Regions from separate parts of the Pan troglodytes genome. Here region 1 is linked to region 2. Evidence: chromatin contacts called from public HiChIP or PLAC-seq data. All regions are on one chromosome and are shown on one strand. The core of a region is the stretch at or near the end of the contact, and the rest is flanking DNA. Distances in the headings are between cores, read along the strand shown.

What was found. HiChIP or PLAC-seq counts read pairs in DNA pulled down with a chosen protein or histone mark.
Region 1: a contact with region 2 is called in an H3K4me3 HiChIP or PLAC-seq map of stem cell-derived excitatory neurons, with 6 times the contacts expected there. The contact joins the promoter of S100PBP here to the promoter of AZIN2 in region 2. A contact is called at or near these places in 1 of 7 Hi-C or Micro-C datasets (stem cell-derived neural progenitor cells) and 1 of 1 datasets of contacts at active chromatin or transcription factors (stem cell-derived excitatory neurons).

Annotation. Positions count from the first base shown.
Region 1 is chr1:198,149,697-198,153,754 of NHGRI_mPanTro3-v2.0_pri, forward strand. S100PBP (S100P binding protein) reads right to left here and starts at 2,616. Exons shown (of 8, transcript XM_054665446.2): 1 at 1,731-2,616. YARS1 (tyrosyl-tRNA synthetase 1) reads left to right here and starts at 2,501. Exons shown (of 13, transcript XM_001164500.6): 1 at 2,501-2,873. The coding sequence starts at 2,817.
Region 2 is chr1:197,892,061-197,896,014 of NHGRI_mPanTro3-v2.0_pri, forward strand. AZIN2 (antizyme inhibitor 2) reads right to left here and starts at 2,674. Exons shown (of 9, transcript XM_016958601.3): 1 at 2,537-2,674; 2 at 2,323-2,443.

The sequences.
Region 1 (4,058 bases), core at 1,366-3,865, 260 kb after region 2:
ACTCTACTCTTATCTAGTTTAATCCAGCACTCAACCATATTGTCACTAAAGACCAGACTAGGTAGATATCTGAAATATCAGGCAAATTATGCAAATTAATGTTCACTGAACTATCCTTTATAGAGGTACTGGACCTCAGCAATTCACTTCAAGTCTCTGAACTTCAATACAGATGAGAACATGCATCTAAAAAGGGGGTAAATACTGTTAACTTCAAACAGACTATCATGAGAAAAAAGAGGATGTTTATGAAAGTACTCTAAACCTAAAAGTTCTATACTAAAAAAACCTGGTATTTAATGAATGTGCAAGGGGGAAATCCTCATATAAAACTGAAGTTCTTCAGTGAAATTCCAAAGACAGCCTTACTTATTACTTCTCTGTCAAAAGAAAGCTTGCTTACTTCTCTGTCTACCATCTACCACCTTTCTTGGCACTTGTCTGGTAACCTCCACTTAAAATATGGGGACCCTTTTATTTTTTTATTTTATTTTTATTTTTGAGACAGGGTCTCACTCAATCACCCAGGCTGAAATGCAGTGGCGTGATCTGGGCTCACTGCAACCTCTGCCTCCCAGTTTCAAGCGATTCTCGTGCCACAGCCTCCCAGTAGCTGGGATTACAGGCGTCCACCATGCTTGGCTAATTTTTGTATTTACAGTAGAGATGGGGTTTTGCTACGTTGGCCAGTCTAGTCTTGAACTCCTGGCCTCAAGCAATCCTCCGGCCTCGGCCTCCCCAAGTGCTGGGATTACAGGCGTGAGCCACCATGTCTGGCCATATCCCTTTATTTTTAAGGGAAGAATATTTTTCCGATCTTCTAATTCTATTTCTTAGTTTCTCTACACCCCATCCTTTCTGTGACCCCATTCTGTCCTTCCACATCTCTCTCACCTGTCCACCCCCTTCTTCACACTTCAGTTTACCACCCCCTCTCTGTTCTCGAACCTCCTGGTTGCAACCTCAGAAACTGGTTCCCTTTCTATTTTTATCTCACCTCAGAAAACCTACTGCCTTCGAGCACAAAGCCTTACTTTATTGAGGCCACTAAAACTGCAACACCAGATGCAAACCCACATCCTCTTTCAAGCTCTAAAGTGAAGACCATTACCAAGCAGTGTCTGACAGGTACAGCCAAGAGCAGAGATTATTTCCAATGGACAAGACCTCCCCCTGGCCTTTGATTTCCAACCTTTCCCAAATGCAATACATGTGAAGCACACAGCACGAAACGCACTCAGCAGGCTTTATCACTCCATAAAATAGGCACAACATTTACAAAAAATCAAAAAGAACTGAAATTATCTGTAACAGTTTTGCAAATTCCTTCGAAGTAACTAAAAACACTGCAGGACGGAAAAAACAACCCAGGGCTGCAAATCTTTGCTTTAGGTAACATTTCACTAGATGAGGGTGCCAGGATTCTCCTCCCACATGGACACAGAGAACAGATGCGCTAAGCTGCAGCAACAGGTTTCTTTTCAAAAAGAAAATGTGCTTTAAAACACTTCAGGCAGGTCTGCTAGAGCTTGGAGTCCCTAATAAATACACAAAACACCGGAGATCAGGTTAGGGCAGGCCGTGGGCAATTCAACCACTTCTAGGACCTTTCCAGGGCCCACTGAGGTAATAACTGCTTTCCCTCTTGCCCTGGAAGTAACTGGTGACGCCGCCTCCAGCCCTTGAGAAGCCGGAGAAAGGGTGGCCCAGGCCCAACCTTTGGAGGATACTGCCTTGGCTCTCTCTCACAAATGCAACGGCCCGGGACGGTGTCGCCTTCCAGGAAGGGCCTTTGCGTCTCCCTCCCCCGGGGACACCGCGAATTCCCGCCTTCCGGCGGAAAGCGGGAGAAGCGAGAGTTTTCTCCCCGCCCCTCCCCCAGTAGGGGCAAACCCGCCCCTCAGCAGGCCTGGGCTGTGCGCTCCTCTCCCGGGGACCACCGTCCTCAGATCTCCCCGGGGAATGGGTCGTCCTCTTCCTGCCCCCACCCGCGAGACGCGGCAGAAAAGCCCGCGGCTATCTTCCCGCCAGCAACAACCTCCCGCCGAGCCGGCCGGGACAGAGGCGGCCCCCACCCCCACTGGGCAGGGACTGCAGACGGCGCTCCCCGACTCTCAGACGACCAGGGAGCTTCCCTTTTCCTCAGCGGGGTGAGGGGCATCTGTCGCCCGCCGACTTGGAGGTGGGGGGGCAGGGACATTCCCTCGCCATCACCTCAGGAGCTAGAACGCGCCCTTCTCGCAGCAGGGCGTGGGCCTCCCAATCCCTCCAAGGGGCGGACGGCGTGCGCAACCCCCTGGAGAAGCAACAGGCGCCCCCATCCCCCTCCAAGCCGGGTAACGCCGACCCCCTCGTCCCTCTCGCTCTTCACCTCCGGAAGCCGGGCCAAAGCCTGGGCGAACGACTGCGCCTCACTCCGCCCCCTGCGCCATTTTATCGCCCCCTCCCCGACCTCCCCTACCCCGAGTCAGCCGGGCCAAAACCAGGGGGAGGGCAAACCAGCAGTGATTGGCAGGAAACCGTCCCGCCTCTAGGAGGGTTGTGCCCCGCTCAGGCGCCTCAGCCCCGCCCTCCGCACCGCCCACCGTGCCCACTGGCTCCACCTTTTCCCGTCTCATCGACCTGCTCGACTCTCTGCTGCTCCTCACTTTTTCCGGCCGCTGCCGGAGGGGTCCAGGCCGAGCAAGCGGAGCGCCGAGCCCAGCTGATGCAACCTGGCTGGACTCGCGTGACAGTTCCCGGCACGCGGCGGCGACGGTGACCCAGGAAGGGGCTCTGGTGCCGGGCTGAGCGGGGGAAGCAGGGGTAGCGGAGCCATGGGGGATGCTCCCAGCCCTGAAGAGAAACTGCACCTTATCACCCGGAACCTGCAGGTCAGGCCTGGGGGTTGGAAATGCGCCGTTGGGGATTAGGAGCCCGAGGTTCAGTGATTTTGAGCCCCATTACGGGGTTCTAAGTATGTGGGGCCGGGGACTCGGCGCTGGCGCAGCTCTGAGAGAGCCTGTAGATCTCACTGCTGGTCGGTCAGTCAATCAAGCAGCCCTTCCCTGGGTTCCCCAGAAATCACAGTGGGCTCACCTCTTGCGTCCAGTTGTCTTGTGTTGGAGCCAAACTTTGAATCCAGGACTCCCATTCCACCCCCCTATTAAGTGCCAGACGTGGTGCTTAGTCGCTGGGGATACGTCAAGGGCCTGCCAGAGCTTGTCTGAAGGGGATCAGACGTTTAAAATGACCCATTACGGTTCAAGTAAGTACTGGAAGATGCTATACTGGGAGCTTTAAAGGGAAAGAGAGAAGGGAAGGCTTCCCTGAGGAAGTGACCTCCAAACTGCGCCTTGAAGGAAATGGATCCCCCCCCTCACTCCACAAATGTTCCGATTGTTACCAAGAACTACAGGAGTAGAAGTGAACCAGAGGAAGAATGGAAGAATAAAGAGGGAGAGCATTTCAGATGGAGGAAACAGAAATTGTGGCAAATTTAGCTGGAGTGGAGTGAGCAAAGTTATGAGGAAGCACTTAAATATTTATATTGCTTACCCCTTAACTTTTTCAGGCTTCTGACTGTTGTCACCTTATCAGGGACGCATGATTTCCGACCACTTTATTTAAATAACAAACCCTCTGGCACCAGAACTGCCCCATACCTTGCTCTGCCTTTTTTTTGTTATTGTTTCTACATAGTATACATTTTATTTATTTGTTTAAGAGAGGTAGGCAGGGACCAAGTCACGGGAGCCTTGCAGGCCTTATTCTGTTCAATTTTAAATTGGGCTTCCTTCTAAGAGTAGTGATAAATCAGTTGGGCCACACAGCCTGTTCTGTTTTTTCTTTTTAGAGATGTACTTCACATACTATAAAATTCACCCTTTTAAAGAGCACAATTCAGTGGGTTTTAGTATGTTCACAAGGTTGTGCAACCATCACACTATCTTTTTTTTTTTTTTTTTTTTTTGAGGCGGAGTCTCGCTCTGTCGCCCAGGCTGGAGTGCAGTGGCCCAATCTCGGCTCATTGCAACCTCCGCCTCCCAGGTTCATGCCATTCTCCTGCCTCAGCCTCC
Region 2 (3,954 bases), core at 1,424-3,923:
CTGCTAAGTTTTCTGGGCCTCCCCAAGCCTACAGGGCAGAAGGCAAACTCCTCAGCCTGGCATTCAAGGCTCTGATCTAGCCCCAATCCCTCCCCTCAATGCGGCTAAAACTCCAGCTGTAGGCTGGATCATTTTCCCACCTTCAAACCTTTGTTCCCACCATGTCCTGCAGAATACCCTCCCCACTCCTGTGTCTGGCAAAATCCTTAAAGTTTCACTCAAATGCCACCTTCCCCAAACCAATAAGGCAACTCTGCTTTTAAATGCTCCCACTGCATTTGCATATGCTTCCAAGGTATCAGAACTGCATATGCATCTGTCCATTCTAGAAAAGGGTAAACTCCCTAAAGGCAGAAGCTATGACCTACAGCTCACTGCCTTCCAAACACAGGTGCTCAATGAAGCCTTAAGCTAGTCCCACTGACACTGCAACCTATCCCTATGGACAACTGTTCATTGTAGATGTGCTAAAGGCCAAACATGTATGAGGCTGTGGGTGAGACCACATTACTTAAATGTGGAAGGGACCCTTCCAGAGTTGCTTCCCTGGGACTCTGAGTTTCCCTTTCATGCAACACTTTTTTACTCATGCCCACTTGGTGCCAAACGTTATGCTAAGGGACAGAGATGACCAAACAGTACTGTTGTTCTGAAGGAGCTTGGGTCTGGAAGAAAAGGAACCCCTTAAGTACTTACAAGTCCATTCAGCAGATGTTAGATGGCAGTTTCTACAAGGTGCAATGCGGGGGCATGGAGAAAGAAAATACAAAATCTGCCTGGGGCGATCAGGAAAGGCAACACTGATGAGAAGCAAGGAATGACTAGAAAGGGGTAAAGAGGGGAGAGGCTGAGAGAAGGATGCTGCAGGCAGAAGGAACAGCCTGGGCAAAGGCATGGTAATAGGGCACACGGCATCATTGGGAAATGCAAATTGAGTCATTCAGCTCCGAAGGAGCATAATATATACTGTGGGGAAAGCTGGGAATGGGGCTATGGAGGCAGGGAAGCTCTGACTTGATCCTGTAGGCAGTGGAGAATTGCCAAATTCAGATTTTGAACAGGACTATGATACCTTTGGAGGGGGTGGCATGAGACCGGGAGATCAGGGGGCCTTTGGAGAGAGGAAGACTGAACTAGAAAGCGAGGTTCCACATAAGCACACTGGAGGCTTATTTAAGAAGGCAGAATTCACAGAGCTTGGTAATGCCTAGATGTGGGCGGTGAGGGAGAGGGGGCAGCAGGAAAGGAATCCCCCGTTTCTGACCTTGGAGGGCTGGGTAAAAAGGCAACATAGGAGGGGCAGGTTTGGGGGCAAGGACCAAGAATTGGGGATAAATTGAGCCCCTCTCTTGCAAATAGCAAGGATTGCATACCAAATAAGCGAAAGGATAAGATGAGGGCCCTAGGGACCCTTCCTGAGGAGGCAGCTGATCTGTACAGGGGACCGGGGACCCACCCCCATTCCCAGCCCCTCACCGTGGTGGCCTGTGAGGCCCCCAGAGTGAGTTCCTTCAGCAGGTCTCGGGTACTGAAGCCCTCCTCCACCATCACAAAGTCCGATTCACTCAGGTAGCCAGCCATGCCTTGCAGGAGGAGCTGACGGGCTGGATGGAGCCGCTGCTGCAGCCGCCGCCTTAGAAAGTATGCAACACACTGCGGGGCGGGGGGAGATGAAGGGAACCGCTGGGGGGCCGGCTCTGCTGCCCCACTCGCCTCCCGAGGCCAGGGATCCCAATCCCGTCACAACCCGCCCCCAGCACAAGCCCGGGGTTCACTGGGCAAGGGTGGAGAAAGTCAAGAATCCCGGATTTCAGACGGAGACAAGGCACCGTATGCCCAAATGTCACTGCCTCTCCGAGTCAGTTACTCCCTCTGTAAAATGGATGAATTGTTTTGGAGAGCCTTCCCAGTTCTGAAATTCTGGATTTCAGGAAAGAGTGAGAGAGAGATGGAACAGAAAATCTGAGAAACTTGGGTGGGGAAGTTTCCAGGGCGCCCCCAGTCTTGACCACGCCCACCTAGAGGGTAGCCAGTGGCCACACCAAGGCGTCTCAGCCTAAGAGCAAGAGCTTAAGTTCGAGTCCGCTCTCTACTGCTTGACCTCGGGTACCCTCTGACCCTTTCGGAGCCGCAGTTTCCCCAATTGTAAATGGGGGCTGGACTGATCCTGAGATGCTACAATTCTAGGCGTGCCTGGGGACGCCACGCGGTGGGTGGGGGCCGCAAGCTCCTGGGAGAGAACGGAAGGCCGAGGTTTTTTCTGTCCGAGTGACTCCTACAAAGTGCAGGGCTGAGGTCCCCCCAACCCCCAGGGCCCCTTACCAAACTCCGTCCTCCTTCGCGGGGGCCAGAGCCAGGAGCGCTGCTAGGGGGGGTCGCCGGTGACCTCGAAACTTGTGCAACACCCCGAGGAGGAGTGGCAGTTGCGGAGCCGAGGCCCCTGCTGACAGGAGGCAGAAGGGGCAGGGGGGCAGGTCAGCACCAGGGCGGAGGGCGTCCGCTCCCCGAGGCTCCCCAGGCCACTTTCCGCACTCGCCTTAAAACGCATTTACACGGCTTCGGCCCATAGGTCTCCCCAGCGAATGAATCGGATCCTCGGCGCCTCCGCTCTCTCGCTCCCCCGGGCTCGGGTCCCGCGGCCCGCGCCCCGCCAGCCCAGCAGCCACCGACCCCTCGCCCCGCCTTCCGCCCGCCGCTGGCTTATATAACCCCGCCCAGGCCCCGCCCATAGTGCCGAGGCCCTGCCTCCGCTTGGCCGTAGCCCTGGCAACCGGGTGCCGCCATCCCATTGGTCGATTCCGACATAAAGTACTCAGCTCTGCTCGCCCTTACCGCAGTCTTCTCCCCCGGAGGCTTGGCGGTGGCTACCTCACGCTGGAAATCAGAACTACAGGGCCGCCGCCACGCGGGTGAGACACTTAGACCCTGCATCTTAGTCTTAGAGAGTGGGCAGGACCAGGAAGCCTTTTCTGCCTCTGCCTCAACTTACTTCGTGGTCCAGCTCTTGTCTGCGTCAGGAACTGCTCACTCATCTCTCGAAACCCAGTTCCAATGACATGTCCTTGTATTACTTTTGTAATAAAATTCTTTTTATTTAATTGCCTCTTCCAGGCATCTTCCCCGACTCCAACTCAAAACGCATCTAAAATGTCTTCAGAGAACCTTTTTGTGACTTTCCCAGTTCAGGGCAATCCCTCCCTTTATCCCATCCTCTGAACCCGGCAAACTCTTACTCATCTCTCAGTAGAAATGTGTCTCCTTCTCCAAGAAGCTTTCCCGGACTTCCTCAACTCAAAGCATTTCTTCTATACCGAAAGCTGCTGCTCACCCATCAAAGTCCTGTATAATGTCACCTCTGTTGAACCTTCCATGACTTGCCTCCCCCCAAGGAACACAGCATTTAGTCTGTCTGGACCCCTCACTCATTTGGTTCTTGTTACCCATAGCGTGAGATTCCTGTTGTTATTTTACACTTCTTGTTTGGTTACACTTTGCATCTAGTTTGTGATTTCCCAAGGGCAAGGACTGAATACCCTGCTCAAGAGCCTGGTGCCTGGCATAGACAAGAATGCTGAGGAAGATTCAATAGCTGTGTTACTCAAAAGCTGATTCAAAAGTTCATCTGGAAAAGTAAGTGTACAAGAACAGTCAAGACACTCTTTTTGCGCAGGCTGGAGTGCAATGGCACGATCTCAGCTCACTGCAACCTCTGCCTCCTGGGTTCAAGCGATTCTCCTGCCTCAGCCTCCCAAGTAACTGGGATTATAGGCGCATGCCACCACACACAGCTAATTTTGTATTTTCAGTAGAGATGGGGTTTCACCATATTGGCCAGGGTGGTCTTGAACTCCTGACCTCCAGTAATCTACCCGCCTCGGCCTCCCAAAGTGCTGGGATTATAGGCGTGAGCCACCGTGCCCGGCCAAAACTACAGTCTTTAAAACAGTATGGTGC